2 separate regions of the Pan troglodytes genome follow, and region 2 is linked to region 1. A link is a contact called in public Hi-C data. All regions are on one chromosome and are shown on one strand. Each heading gives the region's core, a stretch centred on a gene start, on an enhancer-like site or on the middle of the called end of the contact. The rest is flanking DNA. Distances are from core to core; before and after follow the strand shown. Region 1 overlaps AGBL4 (AGBL carboxypeptidase 4). Region 2 overlaps AGBL4 (AGBL carboxypeptidase 4).

The links. Hi-C and Micro-C count contacts between places; a contact is called where the count stands out from the background.
Region 2: a Hi-C map of induced pluripotent stem cells shows a contact between it and region 1, with 2.2 times the contacts expected there. The contact joins two enhancer-like sites. A contact is called at or near these places in 3 of 7 Hi-C or Micro-C datasets (induced pluripotent stem cells and stem cell-derived neural progenitor cells) and 1 of 1 other capture datasets (stem cell-derived neural stem cells).

Annotation. Positions count from the first base shown.
Region 1 is chr1:182,291,715-182,298,261 of NHGRI_mPanTro3-v2.0_pri, forward strand. All of the region lies in intron 6 of AGBL4 (AGBL carboxypeptidase 4), which reads left to right. Among named protein-coding and RNA genes, the nearest start is that of SPATA6, 210 kb to the right of the region's middle. Within about 2 kb of position 2,622, at least 2 of the 24 cell types and tissues checked have an H3K27ac peak or open chromatin away from gene starts, as enhancers often do. A contact at or near this core is called in induced pluripotent stem cells and stem cell-derived neural stem cells, where this site is marked.
Region 2 is chr1:182,405,442-182,411,988 of NHGRI_mPanTro3-v2.0_pri, forward strand. The region is part of intron 11 of AGBL4 (AGBL carboxypeptidase 4); the gene reads left to right. Among named protein-coding and RNA genes, the nearest start is that of SPATA6, 98 kb to the right of the region's middle. Within about 2 kb of position 3,265, at least 3 of the 24 cell types and tissues checked have an H3K27ac peak or open chromatin away from gene starts, as enhancers often do. A contact at or near this core is called in induced pluripotent stem cells and stem cell-derived neural stem cells, where this site is marked.

The DNA of each region.
Region 1 (6,547 bases), core at 1,372-3,871:
TTTTTTTGAGAAGGAGTCTCACTCTGTCACCCAGGCTGGAATGCAGGGGCGCCATCGCAGTTCACTGCAACCTCCAGGTTAAAGTGATTCTTCTGCCTCAGCCTCTGGAGTAGCTGAGATTACAGGCATGCACCATCACACCTGGCTAATTTTTGTATTTTTAGTAGAGACGGGGTTTCACCATATTGGCCAGGCTGGTCTTGAACTCATGACCTCAGGTGATCCACCCATCTCGGCTTCCCAAAGTGCTGGGATTACAGGCGTGAGCCATGCCCGGCCTAAAATAAAATATATTAAAATTAACTTCACTTGTTTCTTTTTACTTTTTTAAGAGGGCTATTAGAAAATGTGAGATGCCACACTTAGTACATTTTGTGACATGTGTATTTCTTCTGCTGGGTGGTCCAAGTCTGGCTTTAAGCCCTTTGCTTACTCTCCTACCTGACTAGGATAGATTTCAAACATTGATTATGTTCAAATGAGGCTTTTCTACTTACGTCCTATTTTGTATGGAAAAATAGGACGTAAGTAGAAAAGGTCCTTTTCCTGTTAATACATCTTATATGTGAAAACATCTTATATGTGACTTGCCACTAATGTCAGTGTGACCCTTAGTGGGACTCAGCCCCTCTCTAGCAATCTGTTTTCTCATCTGGAAAAGGAGGGGCTTGAACACTTGTTCTCCAGTGGTCCTTCTTTCTCTGACATCTGATGGCAGATTAGGATTAATGAATCCTAATCTTTCCCCTGGTTTAATGTAAAACCTTGGGAAAGTTGCCTCCTTATTTTTGCATCTATTACATGATAAAACTGAGAGTCTCTGCACCCCCCACCCCATCCTCCAAATCGAAGGGTGTTCTGGGAATCAAAGGAACTGATGACTCAAACTTGGTCTTCCAGCTCAGTATACACTTGGTGCTCATGACCCTCCAGTCCAGTGAAACTAATGCAAGTCTTCAAGGCTGGGGCCTGGATGGGCCCTGACTTTCTCCATTTATTCAACTAGCATACAATCACTCATTTAGCAAACACTCTGAGAACCAGGCCTGGGCCATGTGATGGGCTCCATGGCGCAGGAACAGACTTGCTGCCCTCTTGACCTCGAGGTGCTGATGGTGTGGTGGGGAGACCCCCAAAAACCATAACGAGTTATAACAGTGCAGCCCATGCAACCACTCAGGAAGGAGGGTTGGCTCAGAGGCTTCCAGGCCAGGTGTCACCTCTCCTCCACAACAGGAGTGATTTTGCTTTTTCTTTTGAGACAGGGTCTCTCACTCTGTTGCCCAGGCTGGAGTGCAGTGACACAATCTCGGCTTACTGCAACCTCTGCCTCCTGTGTTCAAGTGATTCTCCCACCTCAGCCTCTCAAGTAGCTGGGACTACAGGTACATGCCACCACACCTGGCTAAATTTTATTTTTTAAAATCTGACTAGCCTCTTCACCCCTCAAGTCACAGGCCATCTCATCCCAACACACACAGTACTTTCGGGATAATGAAAAAACTTTCTAACATGGTGTGATAAGTTCCCTTTAATGGGCAGATATACCCATTTCCCAGCTGCTGTGAGTGATGGCTACCCTCTTCATTGAAGATTACCCCAGCCCTAGTGCCTGAGCAATACTTGTTAAAATAAAGAAAGGAAGGAAACAAAGGAGGAAGGGAAGAAGGACAGAAGGAGGAAGGGAAGAAAGAAGGAAGGAAGAAGGAAGGAAGGAGGGAGGGAGGGAGGGAAGGAAGAAGGAAGGAAGGAGGGAGGGAGGGAAGGAAGGAAGGAAGAAAGGAAGGAAGGAAGGAAGGGAGGGAGGTAGGTGACCGTCATCCATAATGCAGCCTCCTCACTGTCTGGCTTGTGTTGCAGCTGTCTGGGCCCAGTCCTTTTCCTGTTAATACATGTTGCTGGGCTTTCCGAGTATAAGGACTCCATGACAGGGAGTGGATCTTCTTTTCTTTTCTTTTCTTTTCTTTTCTTTTCTTTTTTTTTTTTTTTTTTTTTGAGACCGGGTCTCGCTCTGTCACCCAGGCTGAGTTCAGTGGCACAACCTCCACCTCTTGGGTTTAAGCAGTTCTCCTGCCTCAGCCTCCTGAGTGGCTGGGATTGCAGGCGCACGTGCACCACCACAGCCCAGCTAAGTTTTGTATTTTTAGTAGAGATGGGGTTTCACCACAATGGATCTTCTTTCTGAATGGGGATCCTGCCTAAATGTCCTAGATACTAGTGGGTTCTAGATGTCCACTGCCTGATAGATGCCAAGCTGGGCCTGAAGCTCAAAAGTAGAAACTTTCATCCTGATCCTGCTCCCTGCAACTGACACCCCCACTTCTTCCCACAGATGGCCACAGGCTCCCCTTCCCTCTTGTGTCTCCTTTTTAGAATTTCTAAATTCTAAAAAAAAAAAAGAGCTTTGCAATGCTCTTCCTGGTTCTGTGGAGTTTCTCTGACCAAACCATTTTCCACCCACAAGACCTTGCTTGCTTTTGGTCCAAAGCTGGGAGGCCTTCCTTAATCCCAGGAATGCTCTTTGTGTCATCTTCTGTGAAGATGCTAGCAGTGGCTCAGCAATGTTCAGACCTTTCCTGCAGTGTAAGCAAAGGGAACGAGGCTTGTCTTCTAATACTGGGGGAGTCTGGGTCCCTAGAGGCCAAGGACTGCATAACATCATAGTATCATTTCTCAGCAACAAACACTCAGCAATGTCTTTGTTGAATAAATGGGTGCATGAAATGGAACAAGAGTTAAGCCTTAAAGACAGGCAAGACATCTTCAGGATTCTGAAGCAGTTGGATACATTCTGGATCCCAGGTGGTGCACCAAGGGTGGAGGCACAGAGATGAGGAAGCAGGAGGAGGAGCGCCCTGGAAGCTTAGGGAGGGCTGAGAGTAGAGAGAGCTCTAGGTCCCACCCACTAGGAGGACCAGCCCAGACTGAGTGGAGTGAGAGGTCCTCAACTCCATCATCTTTTCCAACATGTTTAGTTTCTCACGATCCACTGAGGGACCCTGTGAATGCAGTGACATAAATGTCTCCTTCCTGCCTCCTTCCTTCTCTTCCTCCCTCCTTCTCTCCCTTCATCCCTCCCTTCCTTCTTCCTTGCTTCCTTCCACAAATATTTAATACCTACTGTTCTAGGTTTGGGGGATACAGCAGTAAATAAAATGACAGTTACATCTTTCTAAAGCCTATATTCTAGTGAAGGAAAAGAAAATAAATATATACACATCAGGGGGTAATGAGTGCTATGGAGAAAAGACAACAAAGGAAGTAGCTGGAGGAGGAGCTGCTGTTCTGTTGAGGGTGGCCAGGGACGGCTCTCTGCAAGCTGATGCTTGAGCAGAAACTTCAGGGAAGCCTGCCAGACCTGCGGACAGGTCCGCAGGAGCAGGACCTGAAGGCAGGAGTGCCAGCCGAGGGTGCTGGTCCAGGGCCTGCCACAGACCACCCTGTGTAATCACTGGAAACTCTGTGAGCACTGAGGCAGCAGATCACACGAGTGCCCCTATTTCACAGAGGACAGTGAGGCTCAGAGAGGTCAGGAAGTAGCCTCAAGGTCATACAGCTGCTGGTCAGCAGATCTGGGTTTCCAGCCTGGTCTGTGGAGTTTTTCCACAATAGCCTGGTCAGCCCCATCTGAGATCACCAGACCAGAACATTTCATTTGCATGGATGGCCTCTCCCCTCGCTCCCTGCCTCCACAATTTCTCTGAGAGGTGAAGGAAAGTGTGAGCACAGGGCCTCCCTGCGTCAGCCTGTGGGGGTGCCGCAGCACAGACTCATCACCTGCTAACAAGAGCACCCGCCCACCCGCGGCCCACCGGGGCCTTTTCTCCACCGCCTCTCCTCTCCATTAAGCAGCCCTGCTCTGTCCCAAGCCTCACAGTCTCTGGACACCCATTTAACTTTTTAATTGAGGCCAGTGGTTGGCAGCTCCCCTGGCCTTGCCTCCCAGCCCTTTCTCTTTGCCCCCTCCTCTTCTCTTTCCCTTGCTCTCTGTGTGCCTGCGGCGCTGTCTCTCACCTTCTCCACATTGGTCTGGTTCTCTTCTTGTGCTTCATCTGCCGCTGTTTGTCTGTCTCTGACTTCATGAGTGTCTCCCTGCCTGTCTGTCCTTTACCTGACTGCCCCGCTGCCCCACCCCCTGCCCCTCTGTGTTGGTCCCCCCTCCCTATGAGTTTCACTGTTCCTGCCTGCAAGTATTACCTGGTACTGACCAGACAGCTAAGCCTGGTGTGAGCCCTAACACATATACACACACCCAGGGGCCTGTCAATGCAGACAGGCAAAGGGCGACCCCCAATCCTTGTGGAAGGATCTCCAGAGTCACTCAGGATGGCCTTGGGGCAGAGTCCGGGCACTGACTAGGCCCTCAGAGGTTGCTGAGTTGAATCCTACACTGTGTGGCTAGATGAGGACACTGAGGCTTAGAGCGAGGAAGTGACTTCACCAAGATCAAGCAACTGATCCATGGCAGATCTCAGGACTTCTAGAGGCCATGTCCACCAAACTGTGCGTGGCCGAAAGTCCCCACCGTGTGTCACAGCTCCTTGGGGGCCCTGGCTGGGTAGAAAGAGCTAGACCTGCCTGTCCTTCTTGTATTCCTTAGTCCCTTTTTTCTCTTGTTTCTTCTTTTCTTCCTCCTGTCTTCCTTTCTGTTATCTTTCTACTCATTCAACACATTTTCATTGAACACTTTCTATGTTCAAAGCATTGCGCTGTGTGCTGAACGATATAATGGGTAAGCCAGAGGTGGGAGTCCTAATCTTATGCATTTATTCAGCACATTTTTCTTACCTGCTACTATGTGCCAGGCACTGCTCTAAACAAACTTGAGCAAGACAAAGTGCAAAGAGCATCCATCTAGAGAGGGAGGTAAAGAGTTCATTAACAATTTGATGTGAGCTTGCTTCAGCAGAGGAAGTAAGCCATGCGTGGACTGTGGGGATTCAGAGGCAGGGCACCTAACCAAGGTGAGGGCAAGGAGACTGCGGGTAAGGCTTCCTGGAGGCGGTAATAACTAAGCTAAGACATGAAGGACCAGTAGATCCTGGCTGTGTTATTAACAAGCTGAGTGACTTCCCCTTTCTGATGCTCAGTTTTGTCATCTGTAAAATGGGGATGACAATGGCTATCTCATAGGGATTTGGAGGGGATTCAATGAAACAGTTACATAAAAGTCAATTGACCACACTGAGCCTCAGTTTTCTCATCTCTAAAATGGGGGCAACAACAAGCCTAACTCAGAGGGCTTTTGTGAAAGGCAAATGATGCATGACAGAGCTTAGTAGATTCTAAGATGCTGCTCCACAACAATTTTAGTTGTGACTATTGCCATCATGATCCAGAGCTTAAGGCTGGTGATCAAGAGATATTGGCTCTGACTTCATGGGAGGTAGATTTTATTTAATTATTTTGGTAATTCAGTTTTCATTTTCCTGCTGCACCCCTACTTCCTAGGTGAAGAAAGGAGACACCATTTACTAAGAGTTTCCCATATGCCAGGCCGTGGGCTAGTTCTTCATATGCCATCTCCTTGTAATGCTCATCAGAGTCCTTCAAGGTAGCATTTCTATGTCTTTTTTCAAAGATGCAGCAGTAGACTCTAATTTTTCAAAGGCTGCACAGCTAGGAGTAAGTACTGTCAGTTTTCCACTCCTGGTGATATGGAGGGGTGGAAGATTAACCCGCCTGCCCACATGGAGCCCAAGGCATCTTGTTCTGACAAGGCTTCCTGAGATGATGGCTATGGGGGGGTCATGACTCCTGGAATGGCACAGGCAGAAGGCTGAAGAGAAGTCTTCTCATCTAATTCCTAAGAAGGGACAAGTGAGACCTAAAGAATGAATTATACTGAAACAATGAGATAGTAAAACATCTCTGTAAGATGTTTAAGGCTCCATGGCTTACAATAAAAATGTATTAGCCCCATGGACATTATTTTTTAATTTAAAAAGTTAGTTTCCAATACTTAGAAATTAGAGATTTTATATAGAAGTCAAGGTCTCATTTGACTGATTCAAATTTGAAAAATGCTATGAAAGGATCGTGGAACTTGGGGCCTCATTCCTACCAGACAGTTCCTGGCAGTTGCTGAGGAGGGCTGGCCCCTCCAGACAGGCCGTGTGCACCATGCACCATGTCTCTGCCTCAGCCTATATCTCCAGAGTGTCTGCTCCAGTCCTTTACTCACCTGCCCTGCCTCAGGAGTCATTTGCCTTCAGAGCTCCTCCTGCACAGTGTTTTCTCAGGCCTGAGAAGTGAAGGCAGGAATTGAACTGGGCCCTCTGATTACCTGTTTCTTTCCACCACACCAAGGTGCTTTATACAGAACATTTTGTAGGAAGTCTAGATTGATTCTGCCCTAGTTAGATTTCCTATAGTCTAGCACCAAAGTAGTTTTCCTTAGATTCTCTCTTTTCCTTATTTTTAATGGATAAGGATCTCAAAGTTTGTTTTCTGATTGGCATTCTATAAAGAAAAAAAAAGTTTTTATTTTTGGATTAACCCTGGTGTCTGATGCCTTTTAGGCTACCCTCTTTAAACTGTTAGATGC
Region 2 (6,547 bases), core at 2,015-4,514, 110 kb after region 1:
TCCTAACAGGCCACAGTACCAATCCATGGCCAGGGGCTTGAGGACCCCTGCTCTAAAGAGCTCTCATGAAGCAGAGGGTGTAGATCTGTTCTCTGTGGCTCTAGAGGCTAGAACAAGAGCCAGTGGGAGATAGCTCCATTCTGAACTTTTGTGGGGAGGATAAGGACAGGGAGGGTCTGGAATCCAAGGCTACACTCACTGAGCACCTATGCTCCACCAGGCCCTGTGCTGGTTTCTGGGGATGCAGAACTGAGTGGCTGTAGCCTATGCATGGTGAGGTTTCCAGGTGGTGGAGGAGATGGGCAGGAGAGTGACTGCAGGACAGTTGTGACAGATGGGAACACAGGACATGGAGAAAAGAAGCATCTAACCTAACCTTGAGGGGATCAAGGGGTGGGAGGAGGTGCAGGAAGGAAGCACCATCACTTTTACCAAGTCTAGAAGGATGAGGAGGGAGTAAAGTGCTCTGCAGGCAGAGAGACTAGTTGTGCCCAGTCCAGAGAGCTGCTTTCCTCCTGTGGACATGTCTGGGCCTTGGGTGTGAGTTAGGGAGTGAGAGGCAATGAGGCCGGAGAAGGCTATGGGAACCAGCTAGTGAAGCACCAGTGACCCACAACCACACCAGTGCTGCCTGGAGGTCACTGTGGCAGCAGCGGGCAGGATGAGTTGAATGGGGTCAGTTGGAGATAGGTGAACATATCATAAGCAAATGCCACAGCACCTTACCAAGTAACACCCGCCTGCCCTTCTCACTCTTTTCATCTTTAAAAGGATGTGTTCCTGGGAGATCGGCTCTGAAAGTAAATCTAAGGATCTCCTTCCTCCTGATTCCCCTCGGGAGCCCAGATCCAGTTTGTCAGATCACACTCTCTGGCCAGAAGTTTGGGATATCTCCTAGTGGAATACTGGATATTGGACAGTATTTTGATGTGAGATTCATGAGCCACATACTTTATTAATCCAGTCCCTGCTGCTGACTTGCTGTGATCTCGAGCAAATCACTACCCTGCCCGAGATCCCATTTGTAAAATGAAGGGTTTGGACAAAGGGCCTCCATCCTTCAGGCTCATTCAAAGGGTTTATTTAATTTATATATAACATTTATTGAACATCTACTACGTGTAGGACACAGTCATCTTAGGATTTGCTGTGACCCCTGGGGCCACAGGGCCATTCTCTACAGGAGCACCAACTCTCCCTTTCTTTCAGAAAGACGCTAAAACTAGCACCTCATACCTCACTTCAGGCTGCATGCCCAGCCAAGACATGCTGCCTGTCTGGGATTTCTTATCCATCAATATTTTCCTCAAGATGATAAATGTGCTGCCAATAAGAGGAGGCAGCTGCCAACTCTGTCTGAGACAAGGGCCTTTAGCTGGGGTTGTGGCCGTGCTTGGCTTGTTGATGTGTCTCAAGAGACAGGAGGTGGGAGTTGTGGCTGGGAGGGATGCAAGTTGGAACTTAGAGGGAGGAGGAGGTCAGGACCACTGCTCTCAATCCATGCAGTTTCGGCCATGAGTCAGTGGAGAGGAGAGAGAGAGGAGGTAAAGGATGCTTGGATGTCAGTTCAAAAAAAAGAAAAGAAAAGAAAAGAAAAAAATATACATATTTTTATGGTATTTATGAAGCTCCTGCAGAATGCCAAGACCTGGGTAAGCCATCCAGAAATAAACAGCATTCATCAGTGTATAAAGTGTATTCGGAACCATCATTTCATTTGATCCCCACAGCAATCCGTAGAGATGAGTATTATTATCTCTATTTTACAAACAAGGAATTCAAGGGTCAGAGAAGGAGGTGCATTTTGTCTCTGTGTTCGTATCCTAAGCCAGGACCAGTCTCAGGCTCTAGAAGTACAGAAACTCAGAATTGGATTAAGAGGAAGCCTGTCCAGGTGGAACAGTGCATAGGTGGTGGGGCAATATCCTCACAGAAGCTTGAACTTGTTTCTTCTGATATTAAATCCTCTGATTGCTCCACTAAAAGACACTTTCTTTGAAGAAATCAGCCATATGATTGAGAAGCTAATAGCTGAGATATAACAGATGCCATCGTTAATAATAGAATGAAGCAAGCATAGCCTTTGGAGCCAGGCTGACCTGGGTTCAAATCTCGGTTCTGCTATTTACCAGTTGTGTGAACTTAGGCAAGTGACCTAATCTCTCTGAGCCTCAGTTTGTCCATCTGTAACAATGATTATTATATTTACCTCACAGTGTTGTTTTCAGTAGATGGAAGCAAAACAAATTCTCAGGTGCCTAATAGATTACCTGGAACATAATAAGTACTCAATAAATGATGCTCTTATTATTATTATTACTAGCCAAGTACCCAGTTGGATGAAATCTGAATAATAAATTCCTAGGTTATCAGAAGAGATGAAATCTGTTTGGATTATAGGTTTCATGGAAACTTCCATGAAGGGTTCTTAAGATTCCTAAGAGGTTCTTCAGATTCTTAAATAACAGCTTTCTTAAAGGTGTGTTCAGAGTACTCTGATACCCCAGTAGAAATCTCTGTCCTCACGTGCATAGTTTGGAACTTTTACCAGGACAAATTCACTTAGGATTAGTCTCAGGACTCAGTCTACAGTCAAGATCTGTGACTAAAGCCAGGGTTCAGTCTGTGACTGGGATTTGGTATTTGATGCACTGCCAGAAACAGCATATATTAGCCCTCCTTAGTCTGGTGTTGAGGAAATATGTTATGATAAAGAGTTAAGACACTTGGGTTCTCATCATGGAATTTAAGAACTGGAAAGTCCAGTGATTTTAATTTTTTAATGTGAATGTAGACAGCTGACACTTCATCTGTGCCAGTTTCCCACTCTCCCTACTGCACCTACCTTGTAAATATCCGGGCAGATCAAATGGCATAGTAGGCGAGAAATGATTTTGAAAACCGTTTCACCCTGGACTCAAAGAAGGGATGATTCCTGTTGAAGGGGAAGAGCAGGAGGGGGCTGGGGAGAAGTTGGAAGCATGTTGCTCTATTGGACAGAAAGATCTAGAATAGGGAAGGGGCAGGGGCAGGGCCTAGAGGAGGCGCTGGGCCGGTGTAGAGGCAGCCACAGAGGACCCAAGTCAGTTTAATTCCCAGCCTGTGTTAGTAGGGATGTGCATCAGAACCTAGCTCCATCAGAAGGATACTGGCCACAGGGCTGGTAACCCACTGAACTGAGCAACAGTCTGGACTCTCTCCAGCTCCTTCCCTCTGCCACTTGTCTTTGGGGGACCACAAGCTGCGGCTTTGTTGCAGTTGCCTGAGGTTGAAGTGCCCTCTCCTGGCCCCCAGGGTGCATGGCTGCTGTGAGAGGCTCCCTTCCACATTGAGGATTGGAAGGCAGCCTGGTCCTTTGTCAGGGCTAAGACCTATGCTCTGGAGGGCTTGAGCTATCTTTGTGGGGCTGGAGACAGGAGACGCACCCCCCCTTCAGTTCTCCCAGGTCTCTCTCTGCATAGCATTCCTCTTCCCTTTATAGGTCATCTCTCTTTCCTCTTTCAGTCCCCATTTTGTTTTCATTTTTGTCTTTTTGTCTTTCTATTTGACTCTCTCTCTCCCACACACACACTCACACACACTCACACACTCACACACGCACACAATTTGCACATAACTTTATTACACCCTCTCTTACCTTCTCCACTTTTTATCTTCTCCCCCCACCCAACCTCCCTTCTTTCCTCCCACCTCCTCCACTTTTTTTTCTCTTTTTCTTCCGCCTTAGCTCCCTCTCTCAAGGCGAATAGTGGAAATGCATTGCACTAAATACATATTTAGTATCAGAAACTCAAACAAGAAGCCACTCTGTCCTCTCTTAAGTGGAGAATGAAGTATTCTCCACTTCGATGACCTTGAGCAATGCTTTGTGCTCTGACACCTTAACTGATGTTGAGGATTGAATGAGGGGACCTGTGTCAGTGCCTATTACAGTGGCCTCTGACCTGGGCAGGGGCTCGGTAGTCCCTGTCCTTCCTCATATCCCTTTCAGCCCCACTCTGCTGCCTCCTTCTTTTGTTCTTTTCCAATTCTTCCTTCCCTCTCTCCCTCCTTCACTTTCCCCATTCCTCATACCATAGTTCAGATTCAGATTCAAATAGTGTAATACCTATTGAGCTTTTCATAAATTGGAGACTTGACCTTCACCTTGAAGGAACTGTTTTTGGGGTTCACTGTCTCTCACTTCTGCCTCCCCAAGAGAGGACAGAGTAGCTTCTTGTTTGAGTGTCTGATGAGGGGCTGAATTAACTGTGAACTGAGTTAAGGGACAGCCAGAGGTTGTCAGCATGCCCAGAGGAGTCTCTGTTCCCAGTGTGTCCTACAGGAAAGGTTTGTGGTGAGAAAGTAATCTCCCGAGGCCCACATGACATCCTGGTGGATGTGTCCATGGGCCAGTTATTTTAATTTGCTTGCTCATTTATTTATCACTTGTAAATTATAACAAAAGCACCTGCCACAATAAAGCAATGAAAGGCATTTCCTAGCCCTGAGCTCTTAAAGAAACATCTCACCTGGGAATCCATGTGGGGGCCCAGTAGGAGGGAGTGGCCTCTGGCTTTAAGAGCATTCCTTCAGCAGATGCCAACATGAGTGTCATGAGGATGCCTCTCATAGTGTCCCCTGATGAATGCCAAGGGCACAGTCCCAAAACACAGTGCAAGCACGCAGCTGTCTGAAGTCTAGCTAGACACTACACCAAGGCAAATGTGAGTAAACTGCATCCTTCACACCATCCTCTGAGACTATCACATCTCTCAGCCCAGCTATGGAGAAAGCCAGGACAACTAAGTGGTGCAGGGTCAGGCAAAGGCCAGGAATGCGGGGATTTGAGCTGATGTGGCTCAGTGGTTGGGAACTCAGACTCAGAAATCATACGTGTCTGGTTTCAGATCCTAGTTTTGCCACTTCCAAGCCCTGTGTGACTTTGGGCAAGTTACTTCACTGCTCTGAACTTCAGATATCTTATCTGTTGAATACATGTAATGGTACAAACTTTTCAGGGTTGTGGTGAGAATTAAATGAGCTAATGCATGTCAGTACCTAACACCGTGACTGGCTCCTGGTAAGGGATGATATCTATTATTACGCCTTACAGTTCTGTGTGCTCGCTTCATGGGGATCCCAATAAGTCAGGGATCTGCTGACCAGGTGGTTGGGAGGCCATCTGATTGCCTGGATGGAGAACTGTCTGCACCACTACAGAGGCACACGAAGCCAGATGACCAGTTTTAAAGCAAAAGAGGATTCTTCTTTTGAGTTCCCTCATAAGAAAGTGTGACTGTAGTCGACTCCTACTTATACGCACTAAGGCAGACTGGAAAATCTCAAGCACACATCCCCTTGGCTAAGCACTTTAGTGATAGTATGTGCGAGTGGATGTCTGGGATTCTGGGAATGCACAACATTTACAGCATGAGGAAGGCGCCTGAGTTTTGGAAAGCTGGGAATCTCTCGAGAGAAGAGACAGATTTACTGTTTGCCTACTATGTGCCAGATACTGTGCTAAGTGCTTTATGAGCTTCTTTAATTCTCATGGCAGCGTTATGAAGCAGTCACTATATCTTACAAGTAAAAAAAAAAAACGTTAACCCACGATATTAACTTACCTGGAGTCACCAAACTTGTATGAGGCATAGCCAAGCTCTGAACCCAAAGCCCCAGGATTCCACAGCACTGTTCTTCCTCCTGTGCTCACATCCAGACTGCCTGTGAGATTTCACCTGCCCTGTCCCACCTCTCACAGCCCTCCAGTCCCTACTGCTCCTCAAAGAGGCAGCAGACTGCGAAGCTGTGGCAGGACAGACCCCTCTCTCCAAATGTGGTGCACATTGCCTTCACTCTGCTTTGGTTTTCATCTGAGTGACTGAGAGTTTCTACCTGGCCTAAACTCCTCCATACCTCTTCACCGGAAGGTGATTGTTGAGGGAAAGTTACTGGGCTCTGTTGAAAGTCATTTTTAGATTCCAGAGCAGGACAAGAAGGAACAATGACTTCACATGTGCATGACTAATTCAAAGCACTTTCATCTTCAAAATGTCAAACTTTATGGTCAGTGGCTGTTCCACAGTGAGCAGCAGCACAGTGAATATTAAACTACCAGGATGGCAGGGCATCTAGACTGGAAGTCTTTGTAAGGGCAAACAATCTCCAAAGGTGATGGCTAGTGCGGCAGGCCAGATTTAAGTACAATTTGAAAACACAACTTCATTGTAAGTGATTGACCACCTGAGATTAAGATGTTCTAGGTAAATGGCACATATTAGCATGAATCTTTACTACAACCCCAAAAGAGTGGCATTATGGTCCCATTTGGTGATGGCAGAGGGTTGCGGGGCAGATTGATGCTCAAGGTAATTAGGGGATTTGTCCAAGGTCACATAGCAAGTATTTCTCCTGATTCTCAAACCCAGGTCTGTCGGCCTCCTCCAAAGCCTGCTCTTTTGCTACCACAGTACACTGCTTTTTGACTTCATGGCTTTAAAGCAACATGAACTTATCCATGTTTAGACCCACCAGTGACCCATCAATTTGTTCTAAGAAGGATTTG